Regions from separate parts of the Oryzias latipes genome. Here region 1 is linked to region 2. Evidence: chromatin contacts called from public Hi-C data. All regions are on one chromosome and are shown on one strand. The core of a region is the stretch at or near the end of the contact, and the rest is flanking DNA. Distances in the headings are between cores, read along the strand shown.

What was found. Hi-C and Micro-C count contacts between places; a contact is called where the count stands out from the background.
Region 1: a Hi-C map of embryo shows a contact between it and region 2, with 2.9 times the contacts expected there. The contact joins the enhancer-like site here to the promoter of znf609 in region 2. A contact is called at or near these places in 3 of 5 Hi-C or Micro-C datasets (embryo and fibroblasts).

The regions. Positions count from the first base shown.
Region 1 is chr3:11,383,672-11,389,866 of ASM223467v1, reverse strand. The region is part of intron 11 of trip4 (activating signal cointegrator 1); the gene reads left to right. Among protein-coding and RNA genes, the nearest start is that of trip4, 15 kb to the left of the region's middle. Within about 2 kb of position 1,911, at least 3 of the 8 cell types and tissues checked have an H3K27ac peak or open chromatin away from gene starts, as enhancers often do. A contact at or near this core is called in embryo, where this site is marked.
Region 2 is chr3:11,270,183-11,276,933 of ASM223467v1, reverse strand. znf609 (zinc finger protein 609) reads left to right here and starts at 3,980. Exons shown (of 8, transcript XM_004066872.3): 1 at 3,980-5,039.

The sequences.
Region 1 (6,195 bases), core at 662-3,161, 120 kb before region 2:
ATGTGAAAAACTGTGACTCTCTGCTCCATTGCATATATGCTCAAAGCTGCCTTATAAACCTGAAAATGATGTCCCCCAATTCAGTAATTCATCCAGACTCACTCTCTAAATCATTGTCATTTTGTCAAAATGGATTTTCTTTGTGTTAGTCTTTTGTGTGTCATGCTTTCCCATTTAGACTGCTCTTCTTTTTTTTGTACTTTTTTTTTTCTATATTTTTGGGCCATTATTGTATTTCTACAAGAGTAATTCCACTGAAAATGATCATTTTTTAGGGAAAAAAGCACACATCAAGGGACTTGTTTGACATCAACTAGTAAGATCAGATTTCTTTGCCATCTAACCCACTTTTTTGTTATTGAACATTTATTATATTTGTTTCAAACAGGTTAATAATTAGAAGACAATCTATATGATACACATTTATATATACTAATAGTAAAAATAATAGTAAAAACAACAATAATAACAGTGTAAACACGTTTGAAAAGGAGCAGGCAGAAGCCCAGCTTATTAAAAGCTGCTCCCTTAAAATTCAATTCAATTTTATTTATATATATATAGCCCAAATTCACAACAACAGTCGTTTCAATGGGCTTCGTACCGGTGTAGGCACCATAACCATTTGGCCTGCAATAACCGTTCGGGGTCCTTTCGACTGAGGATAAAGTCACACTACGGTAGCCCCACTTGGACAAACTACGTAGCGTGGAGATCTGCTCGGGCTCTACATATTTTCATTTCACATTTCCTTCTGTAACCCAAAGTTATTTACCTTCATAAGTTGTGTCTGACATTATTCTTTGTAGTGTTTATAAAGAGATTTTACCACAACCCACTTTGTAAAAAGATCTGTGGGTGTTAGAATGAATCTGCTGGGATTTATCATTATTTATTATTATTTTTATAATTTATTAATCATAAAAAGTTGTTATTTCGCAAGATAACAACTTTTTATGATTAAAACATTTTCAATCCGAAAACCCTTTTATGTGTACTTATTGATCAAATCTCTGAGTTTTGAATGATTTTTTTGTTTGTAGACACAAGAAAATCTGTGTTGTGAGTTTTACTTGTTCAGGTGTTCTTAGCTTGTGTTAAGATTGTTAGAGAAAAAAACAAGTGTTGTAGTTCTCGGTAAAATTCAAAAACAGTGCACAATTTTTACATGCCGTACATTTACACGTCTTTCATCACTCTATTTGTTTTTTTCTTCTTCTATAAAGACTGAAATGTGTGCAGCTCCATGGTTGCGTTTTGACTGCCGGGACCTGTAAATTTAAGGTTTTTTTTCCCCCTTTTGTCCTCATTCTCCCCTCCACCGCTCCTTCCACCCAGGGCTGTAAAATCATGTTTGCAGGCAGTGTGAGTGGCCTTTCATCCTGTGAAAGGGTGTGTATCTGTATGTGTGTCCACTGGCACTGAGCAGTCATAAATAAAGCCCCCCACGCCACACAAGGCCTCTTTAGAAAAAGAAAAGGCAGATGCATAAAAAAAAGTGCAGCAACCAGAGCGGATTATCCCGGCCAAACGCCTGGTGATGGCGCAGAGCCGTTATTTAAGGTCCACCTTTCTGTGGAAAACGGAGAGCCGATTAGCCATGTAGAAGTTCAATGTTTAATGTTGGATAGGGTCATGTTGTCTTAGTGCGTAGTTGCAAATATCCGCGCTGTAAAGCTAGAGTGGGCGAGATGTGGGATTTACTGTGCTGGCAGTTGTAGGTGGTGAAAAGAGATGTGGTGAGCCATTATTCTTCTGGATCTTCTAAATCTATCTCAAGTGATGTTTGAAATCTTCAGGGAAAGTGCAATGTGGGTGGATCAGGAGAGAAGCACTGAGGCTTCCCAAAGGGTGTTGTAAATACTGAAGCCACTTAATCATTGCTGATCTTGTGCAGTTGCAGCTGTTCACCTTTAGGGGTGCCGTTGCACCAGTCATCTCCACAGCAGCAATACTATTGTGACAGGCAGAACAGAACAAGCGGAAAAAGCCAGCGCAGGGATTTGTTCTGCTTGTCTTGGATGGATTCCTGCCCTCATTAAAAACTGACTGTTGTATTGATCCACTCCCCTCACAATCTCATTCTCTATCCAGCTCTCCCAGCCCCCCTTTGCTACTGATAATTGGCAAACCATTATGATGTGTGCTCTGTTTCTCCATTCTAACCCACACAATGCTCACTCAGGAATGGTTAGAGATGGTTAGAGCCTGAGCTGTCACCATCCTTCAGAGGAGGAAAAAAGAGTAGGTTACAAATTCTTATTTCTTAACATGAGTTAATTAATAAAGATTAAAACAATAAGATTTGGTCGTATTTAAGGAAATTGTTCATCTGGCATCACTGTATTTGACAGTCTATTGATTAAAAGAAGCTTAGTCGAAACTGAAGGTCTTTGTTTTTTTGGTCACAAAACCCTACAACCATCAAACTGTCCATGACCACGTCACAAAGGCTTCCCACATCTACAATCACTGGCCACTTTACTAGGCGCATCTGTCCAACTGCTCATCCATGCAAATTTCTAATCAGCCAATTGCATGGCAGCAACACGATCCATTTATACATGTAGATATGGTCAGGACGATCTGCTGCAGTTCAAACAAAGCATCAGAATGGAGAAGAGAGGTAATTGGAGTGACTGAACGCTGCGTGGTTGTTGGTGCCAGATGGGCTGATCTGAGTATATCAGAAACTGCTGATCCACTGGGGTTTTTACCCAGAACCAACTCTAGAATGGTCTGAAAAAGAGAACATTTCCAGTGAGCTGCAGTTCTGTGGGCGGCGATGCCTTGTTGATTCCAGAGGAGAATGACCAGACTGGTTCCAGCTGATAGAAAGCCAACAAGAACTTAAATAACCACTGGTTACAACAGAGGTCTACAGACGAGCATCTTTGAACGCAAAACACATCCTTGAAGCAGATGGACTACAGCAGCAGAAGACCATACCGGGTGCCACTTCTGTCAGCTAAGAACAGGAAACTGAGGCTACAATTCACACAAACTCACCAAAACTGGACAATAGGAGGTTGGAAAAACATTGTCTGGTCTGATGAGTCTCCATTTCTGCTGCAACATTTTGATGGTAGGATCAGAATTTGGCGTCAGCAACATGAAAGCATGAATCCATCCTTCCTTGTATTATTGGTTCAGGCTGATGGTGGTGTCATGTGTGGGGGATATTTGTTGGCACTATTGGGCTCCTTGGTACCAACTGAGCATGGTGCCAACGCCACAGCCTACCCAAGTATTGTTGCTGACCATGTCCATCTTTTTATGACCACAGTGTACCTTCTTTGTATGGCTACTTCCAGAAGGATAGTGTGACATGTCATAAAGCTGGAATAATCTCAGACTGGTTTCTTGAACATGACAATGAGTTCACTGGACTCAAATTGCCTCCACAGTCACCAGATCTCAACCAAATAGATCACCTTTTGGATGTGGTAGAACGGGAGATTGGCATCATGGATGTACAGCCGACAAATCTGCAGCAACTGTGTGATGCTATCATGTTAATATGGACCAAATTCTCAGAGGAATGTTTCCAGTATCTTGTTGAATCGATGCTACCAAGGAATAATGCAGTTCTGAAGGCAAAAAGGGGTCCAAACTGGTTACTAGCAAACTGTACCAAATAAAGTGGGTGGTGAGTGAATATCTCCTAGATCTCCAATATTAAAAATGTTGTGGGGTTTTTTTTCCAACTAAAGTCTTGCATCAGTAATTTTTTTTTTATAGAAAGGCTGGGCAAATGTCCAAATTGTGCTTTATACAACTTTTATAGGAAAAAAACAATATAGAAAAGCATTTATGCTGCAAAATTGCAAGGCCAGCATTAGTCTGTGTGTGCACTGATGGGATATGAGCCTTTAACCAGTGGCAAAGGCACATCATACCCCATACAGAGCTTGAATTGCGCCATCAACTCACTCCTGTGGTGTAAAAATTGATTGGATCAATCCACAGCCCTAATAAGGGTCTGATTTCTTCTCCTGCTCCAAACACCACATCAGCAGCTGTAGCTGGAAATATCTTGGTGATTGTAAGTCAGCGCAGTTTGACCTTTTGGACAGGTGTGCTGGGACTGAAAGCCCTGATTGTGCCTTGTTCTGTTAATTCATGTGGAAAAACAGAGGCACAGCTTTTTTTTCTATCTGTGCTGCATCTAATCTACAGGCTCCAAGAATTTCTTCACGGTAAAATGTTGTCATAGTGATGCAATGTTTGGTTGAGTCACACACATAGGTCTGTAACTGTAACACAGTGTGTGGTATTTAATGTTTCACAGACAGACATATTTTATTAACCTCGGCTGTGTTGAAGCTTGATACCGGACAGGTTTCACACATAACACACATATTTGAGGTCTGGTTTGTAGTGACTGATTGATAGTAGTGGCTCCCAATGGTAGACTCGGGTTTCACACTCGTCCTTTGTCAGGTGTAACAACCACAGATTGAGGAAAGTTGGTGTTATTTCACCACATGAAAAATAAATGTGAGGTTTTAATACTTTAGTAAGGTTTGAACAAAAATGACAGCTGGTTTTTATTTAGCTGGGTCAGTTACAGAGTCACTGTCAAACTGTCATGGTGGACTTGGACCCTTGAATGAAGCAGTTTTTAAGCCCTTTTTGAACCAGAGCTGTGTTCCATCAATCTGAAACCAACTGAACATGATGGTTTCCTACCTTGAAAAATGGTACCTGGTGCTTTTCCTCTGAAATCTTGTATAAATATTACATTTTTTCCACACTGTAAAGCGTACCTAAAAGCCTGAACCAAAAATAAATAAATACATAAATAAAAATTCTGAGCGACTTAAAAACTGATTAGTTCTGGTTGTGATCATGATGTTCAGGCAATTTTGAGAGGAATACGAGACTCTGTCAATATGTCAATCTGTTTCTTTTTTTTTTTTTTGCAAACAAGGTTGGGTGTTATTTTAAATACGCTAGCAACTAACGGTTCTAAGGTGGCTAAAATGTAGCGTGTTACAAACAAGTTCTAGAGCTACTGTGAACATAGTTAATAAAGTCTAATTGACTGACGGACTTATCTCTGACTTTTTTGGACAGAGATAGGTGTTGCATTAGCGTTACCACTTTTTATATCTTGCTTAATGTGCCTTATAGTTCAGTGCAGCTTGGATATGACGAGTTTGAAAATAGACCATTTATTGACAGTGCGTCTTGTGATCCAGTGTGCCCTACTGTGTGGAAAAGACTGTTATTTTATATGGGTATTACAGATATTACCATATCTGTTGGGTGTGGCAGGCCAAGCAAACACTGGCTGAGAATGTTTCTGGATTGAAACACCCTTGCAGGTCTAATTGGACCTCTAAGCACACTGTTGTGATCTGAGAACTTCTACCTCCATCCAAGAACACTATCTCCATCATTGTCACTGTGTTGGAATGGAAAGCTACAGTACATTCAAAAGGGTTCTAATGGAGCTAGTTTTCTCAAAGTGTTGTGTTCTTTTATCATGGAAAATGTAGTTGGTGGCTAAAATCTGGTGTTTTCTAACCATTCCTACCCTAATGGATTCTGATTAACCGGATCAGGTGGTTCCTTGTTCTGACTGACTGAACATATTATATGCATCGTTCAAGGATAGGCATTCTTGCTTCGACTAGTCCTACTCGTCATCCTCATGTTCTGGAGATGGCATCTATATTGAAACTTGAGGCTTTTCTTTTTTTATTAAACAAAAAAGGTCGATTCATATTTGGCTGGTGCTTTGTGCTTGAATGAATTCAAGGAGAGCAAATGTAGCCAAGACAGAATGCTGCCGCTTTAGCAGACTAACAAAGTAAAGTGAGTGACTCACATACCATGTCTAAAAGAGGCGAGTAACATCTCGACTTTTGTGTTAAATCAAAACCCCTTGTGTGAAAAGAAGGCACTCTATGAGGTTTTAACAGAGCTTAAATGAAGGTGTTGCATTAGTGTTACCATCTTTACAAGAAGAAAAATCAATTATGTACATGCCGACATCCTCACTAATTCAAGATTTCTAAATTGGATTCAGTAAAAACGAGAGACTCCTGCTTTCAGTTTTTCATAATTTTTTTTTGAAATACTTACGTGTCTGCATCATCTGCATACATCCCTGAATCGTCTTTACAATGAACAGATTGCTGTTTTTTCATGGAAATTTTGATGGACCTTGCAGTGACCCCAGTGCGA
Region 2 (6,751 bases), core at 2,731-5,230:
GGGTCAGTCACTGATGTGGAGGATCCCTCAGAGGGAAACACTGGAGTGAAATAAAATGTAAAAGGAATAAAATTAAAATATATATAAAACATGGACAAAAAACAAATAATTACATAAACCTTAATAGGCATATGAAATAGTAAGAGCGTCTTAAAAATTAATAGAATAAATAAATAAATGTATTTACATACACATATAAAACTAGTTAAAAGAAAAATAAATTAATTAAAATATTTAAAAATAATAATAATAATAAATTAAAAATAATAATAATAATAATAAAATAAAATAAAATAAAAAATAAAAAATCCTAAAATTCAACTAAAAGCTAAATTAAAAAGGTAGGTCTTAAGCCTTCCTTTAAAAACATGAACTGTCTCTGCAGCCCTGAGGCTCTCTGGGAGCCTCTCTGGGAGCCAGGAATTATTCATTCCTTTTTCTTACTTGATCAGCAGTGTAGCAATGATTACTGGGTTGGTGCGATAATGTACTTTGATGGTTATCAATACTTATTGCTTATCTGTTACACGACGTGTGATACATGTCAATGTTAACTGAAATGATGTGAAAAGGAGTAATTATACTGTCAAGAAGGTGGCATCATTTTACAAGATCTTGGTTCATTTTTCGTTATTTTGAAATCAATTTGTCAATGATATCGGAAATCTGTTTGATATATCTGTTTTATTGTTTTTAATTACATTTTTCAATTCTTTTTAAATGCTTAAAATCAATCAAATCAAATTAAATCTTTGATCCAGAGCTTCCCATCAGGCAACTTGTTCCACCACCACCCCTCCAAAAAAAAAAAAAAAAATCAACTCAATTCAAAATAACAGTACTTGTACTTGTAATACAAAAGCAAGTAAAATACTTGACTACAAACAGTTTGAACAAATCTGATTTATAATCTACAATTTGGGAATCAGAGAAATGGAAAACTAAATTTTTTCTCCTCAATTCTAGTACTTCCAGCTGCTGAATAACATTTTTTACTTGTGTATTAAAGGGAAGCATATTTCCATGAAACACCAAAGCTTCCACTGATGTGCACAAACAGTGATGCATGATGCTAATATTTCCATATTTCAAAAGAGTGGCGTGATGCCAGAAAACACTACCTGATATCTAAACCCTGTTGTTACATTTTCAATAAAGACCACCAAAGCCTTTTCTTTTGTGAGTCGTTGTTACTTGCTTGTGTTAGTTAGATATTGCACTAGCTGCGCACACACCACTACTGTCAGCATGGCCACACATGCACCTCACTTCTTTCCTCTATGTCCAGCGACCACTAATGTGCTGATTTTATTGTTTGTTCTGAGAGAAATTAGCACAAATGTTATGAATAAAAGTATCTAAAGGCAAACGGTGAGGAAAAGTACTAGATTTTCAACATAAAAGTACATAAAAGTTAGCTCAAAGCCACAGCTGTTAACGTTGGCCGGTTTTTATCATGAATCCTTGAGTCTTATTCCATGCAAAAACACTTTTAATAGGTAATGATTCCCAAAATATGTGAAACTGAGAAGCCCAAAAGTGAGGTTTTACTGGGGGGGGGGTTAGGGGAAAGGATTTATTATGTCAGTTTAAAATTTCCAACCCTGTCAGAGTGACCGTTTTTCTGCCCTTTAGAAATGTGCAACAAAGGCGCTACTTCACACATTAAAAGAAAAAAGTCCCAGAGATGAATCGTCTTTTAGAGGGTCTTCAAGGTTTTTACAGTTCCTTTTTTATTGCGCAGTGGAAAGATGATCACATGAATCAAGCCAAGCCCTGTGTGATTCCACATGGCTGGCTGATTAGCCCCTTTTTGCGCTGATGGGAAACACATGGCGCCCGCACGGCTTGTTCATTTCAGGACAGTAGATGGGTGTCGTGGCGGTCCTGCTTGTTGGGTTTTTTTTTTTTGGAGCGGCAGCTTTGAAGGGCAGCCATCATCCGATTTGTGCCCCCTCCAGTCCCCACCGGGCTGCTGACTGTTATTTAGCTTTCCAATGAAGGCAGGCCGTTCCCCTGGGAAAGCAAGAGTGTGCCTGCCAGCAGGAATGCAGTGGAGGCGATGGAAGAAGAAGATGGAGGATGGTGAGTGGCTGCTGCTGCTGCTGCTGCTGCTGCTGCTGCTGCTGCTGCTGCTGCTGCTGCTGCTGCTGCTGCTGCTGCTGCTGCTGCTGCTGCTGCTGCGGCGTTTCCCTCTGTGTGAAAATGAGCCCATTAATTCAGCCCCCTCCCCTGCCTTTCCCCAAGCCCTTCCTGTGCCTGTTGTCTCTGTTTGTTAGCGAGATGATTCCTTCTGTCATGTCAAAGGCAACATTATCATATTCTTGTTGCCTGGGAAACCAGCGCAGGCAGACAACGACTTAAAGCCTTTTGCAGGGTTTGAAGCTGGTAAACATGAAAGGTTATCTGCAGAGCTGTGAGAGTTGGAAATATGAGCTGAAAGGGTCTTATTGTTGGAATCTTTTTATGCCACATCTTTCCCTGAGAACCCCCCCCCCTTCCCCTCCCCCCGGTTGTTTGTTAAGGGATCCAGTTTACTGAAATTACACGGTTGCAAAGATAAAGTGTGCAGGTTTCTGTGCAGCTTTGACGCCAGCATTGATTTTTTTTTTATTTAACCCAATTTTCATTCCTCTGAACCCATTCTTGACCAAGGAGATGCCATCAACACCTTCTAATAAACATTTTACAGCTTCCTAATGATCAGAACTAAATGCTTTATTGATATCAAACAGGATCAGCTCACTTCTTTCAGCCTTTTCTTTTTTACAAGCTGCTCCTCTGAAGGATGATTGAGTTGGCAGATATTGACAAATCCCAATGATTACTGTTTACCCCGCTCCTGCATGACACTCCCTTTATCATTTTAGTTAAGCTCTTTAGGTCATTAGGTTGAGTGCTCTGATGGACTGTTCAGCTGGCTATACCCTCTAGAAAAGATCAGCTGGGGGGAAAAAAAAAGGATGATTTTACCGAAGAACAATGACATATAAAAGGAAACGCACATCTTTATGCAGTTACCTGAAAGATAGCCGCTGATTATAGGAGAGAAAACTGAGAAATAACAAATTATTAGCAAAAAAATATGCAGTTTCTAAATGACATGAATCATTCATTCATTCATTCGTCTTCTTCTGTTTGTTCCCCTTGGGGTCACGGGGCTGCTGGAGCCTATCCCAACCACTTATGGGCGAAGGCAGGGAGCATCCTGGACGGGTCGCCAGTCTGTCGCAGGAATCCTTCAGACGCATTTAATTCTAACGTCTTCGTCTGTTAAATACGGGTTCACTTCATTTTTTGAGATTGTGTTTAAAAAAAGGTCAAATTAATCATTTTAGTCCAGCTAAATAACTTACTAATTGTTTTTCTTTGTTCATTAACAAATTGTCTGCTGGTTCAAATCAAAGAACTTGTGTTGCAGGAAGTTAAACATTTTTATGCTGTAGTAATAAAAAGATGATTACATTATAGATTGATGTTCTACTTCAAGCAATCAAATACTAATAGTACACAAAAACATTCCAATCATCAGTCATACATTCATACAAAGACGTATCAAACTAAGGATAATTTGACATTAAATTAAAGATTTCATGAAAGGGAATGGAAGGAAGCCAATTTACACAATCCCACCCCTGTTCCACCGTAACCATTTTATTACATGATTTATCATTATCCGCTTCAAAACTTTATCAGACAGACTGAAGAATCCTTGAGTATCAATAAATCACATGACAAAGAAGAATTACTTAATTATTATTTTAAAAATAACTATCTTAGAAATCAACATGGCAAATGCAGATCAGTTATCTTAAATATATACAGATTACAAAAATCATGCATATGATTAAAAATATTATCCTATACCAGTAGAATAGACATAACACTGTTTCAAAAATCTTCATAGCAAAAATTGATCAAGTATCAAAAGTTAAAAATATGTGCAAATTATGTTTCATTAGGAAATCATGAATCAATTTTTGAAGCAAGTGAAGTAATAAAATTAAAAATCAATCAATTTAGTCATCATCAATAAATGATTAAGTTAGTTCATTAGAAATTCACCTCCGACTTGTGGGCGGGACTGTTATTATGGCGTATGACCGCCCCCACTTCCCATCATACATCTGTTTACAGTCGCTCCCGCTAGCTTACAGTCCCCTCTAATCCCCAAATTAACATTACTGGTGCAACAAAAATGGCGAGGATCAAAACGATCTTATTCAGAGGCAGATGCCACCTCAGTCGAGGAAATCACAGACGCACAGGGATCTAATGTGGATGCATTAGAATGGAGCCGTTGTTGCTTTTACGTCACACTTTTTTCCAACACAATTTGAATAGAAAAGTCCACAGAAATGCAGTTTTGATCCTAATTTTCTGTATATATGCCATCAATCATAAGCACAATGCTACAAGATCATGTTCAAAACACACACCAGTAGCACAGTTTTTCCCAGGAGGGGGTGTTTGTCTGCAGGCTGTCCACGGACCCGGTCCACTCCCCGTGGACGATCCAGTTCCACGTCTTCCTCCCGGGCGCCGTGGCGTGTGACAGTTCAATCCGAGGGGAAGTCCCCCCGTCCTGGGTTTCCTAACCGCTCCCGCGGCTGCCTGTCTACATTGTATCAGTTCCCACACGAACAGGCAGCGCGGTGCTCGTCTTTTAACGGTGAAAACGAAGGAATTAACCTGGATGGAAATCTTTTCGCTGTGGGATTAAATGCAGAAAGGAGTCGGGAGACAACCGGAAATTTGCTGATCCTGAGATCGCAGCGGTAAAAATGCTGTTTTCGCCGCGGACGGTGTCTCGAAGTGTGATGGCAGAAGTCCAGTGAATCGCTGGCCTCCCCTCCTCTCTTGTGTTGGATGTCTTGAGGGTGCGCTGCCGTTGGTTTCTAGAGCTACGCGAATTTAAGGAGGTTTTCTTGTCATTCGGCTCCATTACTTTTATCCCCCCCCCCCCCCCCCCCCCATTGATGGAGCGGACACCGCCATGGACAGACCACGGTTTGGAATAGGAACGTTCAGTTAAGTCGGTAAGTTGGTACATTTTCTTCTTTTTGTTATCAGCGCTAAGACTCGTTAGCCATTTAATGTTAGCCTGGCGTGCAGAGCAGACAGGCAGGCCAGCTTTTAGTCCGTGTAGCAGCCCAGCGTCAGCGTGCGGCAGCAGAGCAGGCTGCTAGCCGCGGCTGCTCTCCAGGCTCATTGTTTCTTCTCTGTAGCTAGCGTTCCACTCCACGGAGCTATGCTAGCTGCTAGCTTCTCCAACTTCTGCCGAAAATACGCAAAAGTTGTCGCGCAAACCGAAGCAACTTAGCTGAGAACCCCGCTACACAAACCACAATGTCAAACCTAGAAGAACACTTCTTCTTTTTTAACATTAACTTTCGAAAACACGTGTCTATCTTTGCCAACCCTGTTCTTTTCTGTTTTTTTTTTTTGTCAGTGCTATGTTATGAACATTAGCAGGACCAACGGGGGGAATGTTTCTCAGTCTGAAGCTTCAATTTAAACATCGCGGTTCCTCATGAAAGTAGGAAAATCAAAACCGTTTTCAGACCAACGTGGCATTCCTCACGTTGTACAACAACTAACTTTTTTAATTTAAAGCCCCAAAATGGTGTGGTTTTGGCAAGTTGCACAACTAGTAGTAAATGATTTCTTGCCCATTTTGCTGGTTCCTTCTGGAAGTTGGTCAAGTGAACCAATCCACTAAATAAGCCTTTTCAGCTGGAAGAAACTCAAACCTGAGCTTTTAGTTTGAGCTACTCTGTTTGGAATGACAGCACCACATTAAATTAACACTATTGAAGCAGTCAGCATTAACCTACAATAATGTTTAAGCTAGTTTGAGTGGTGACAAAAGACCGTATCCCATGTTGCCATGTTTATTTCATCAGTTTTTCACATCTTTTAACATTGTTCCTGCTGTTCAACAGCTTTGACTGGATTCTTGTTGGTCTTCTTTGTCGTCTTAATAAAAATAAAAAGGCAAATAAATGGATTTGTTTAGAGGTTAGGGTCAAGCTCTGTTGTTATTAAACCTACACTATTTGTTTCTAAACAACAATAGTCCAAGTCTTCTTAGTTGCTACTTTCTTTTCCTTGAAGTCCCACTCCGATCATTGTTTTGATCTATATTAAAAGTGTTCCCAGTGGTCTTTTAGTTCTGATTTTTGCTTTTTTTTAAAGCCAAAATCAAAAATCCTGTCATTTTCTAGGGCATAGTTTCTGCAGAGCGCCAGCACTTCATTAGAAATTCACCTCTCAGATGTGGGCGGGACTGTTGGCGTGGAGCAAGTCAACCCCCTTTTCCCTGTCACCCATCTGTTTACGGTGTTCTCCTGCTAGGTTACATCCCCTCACAACCCCAACCTAACATCACCGGTGCAACAAAAATGGCGAGCAATATTGTAGCTCTCTAGTCGTACAGTTTTGAGCCGGATGTTAGCTCAGATGAGAAAAAACCAAGACGTTCATGGATCTAGTAGTCTATAAGTGGATGCATCTACGTAACAAACACGATCTTTTTTAAACAGCGATTTTTCATCTGCTCCTGATTCACAAGGACTTGAATAAAGAAATACTTGAATACATTTTTGAGCCTAATATTTTTTAATGTCTTCCATCGTCAGAAAAACATGTGGGTCTTTTGGCCTCTTTAGCCACAAACACTACTTTGGCATTAGGACAGTTATGCAAAAGTACAGTTATTGCTGTCACGGACGGAACCATTTGTAAAACG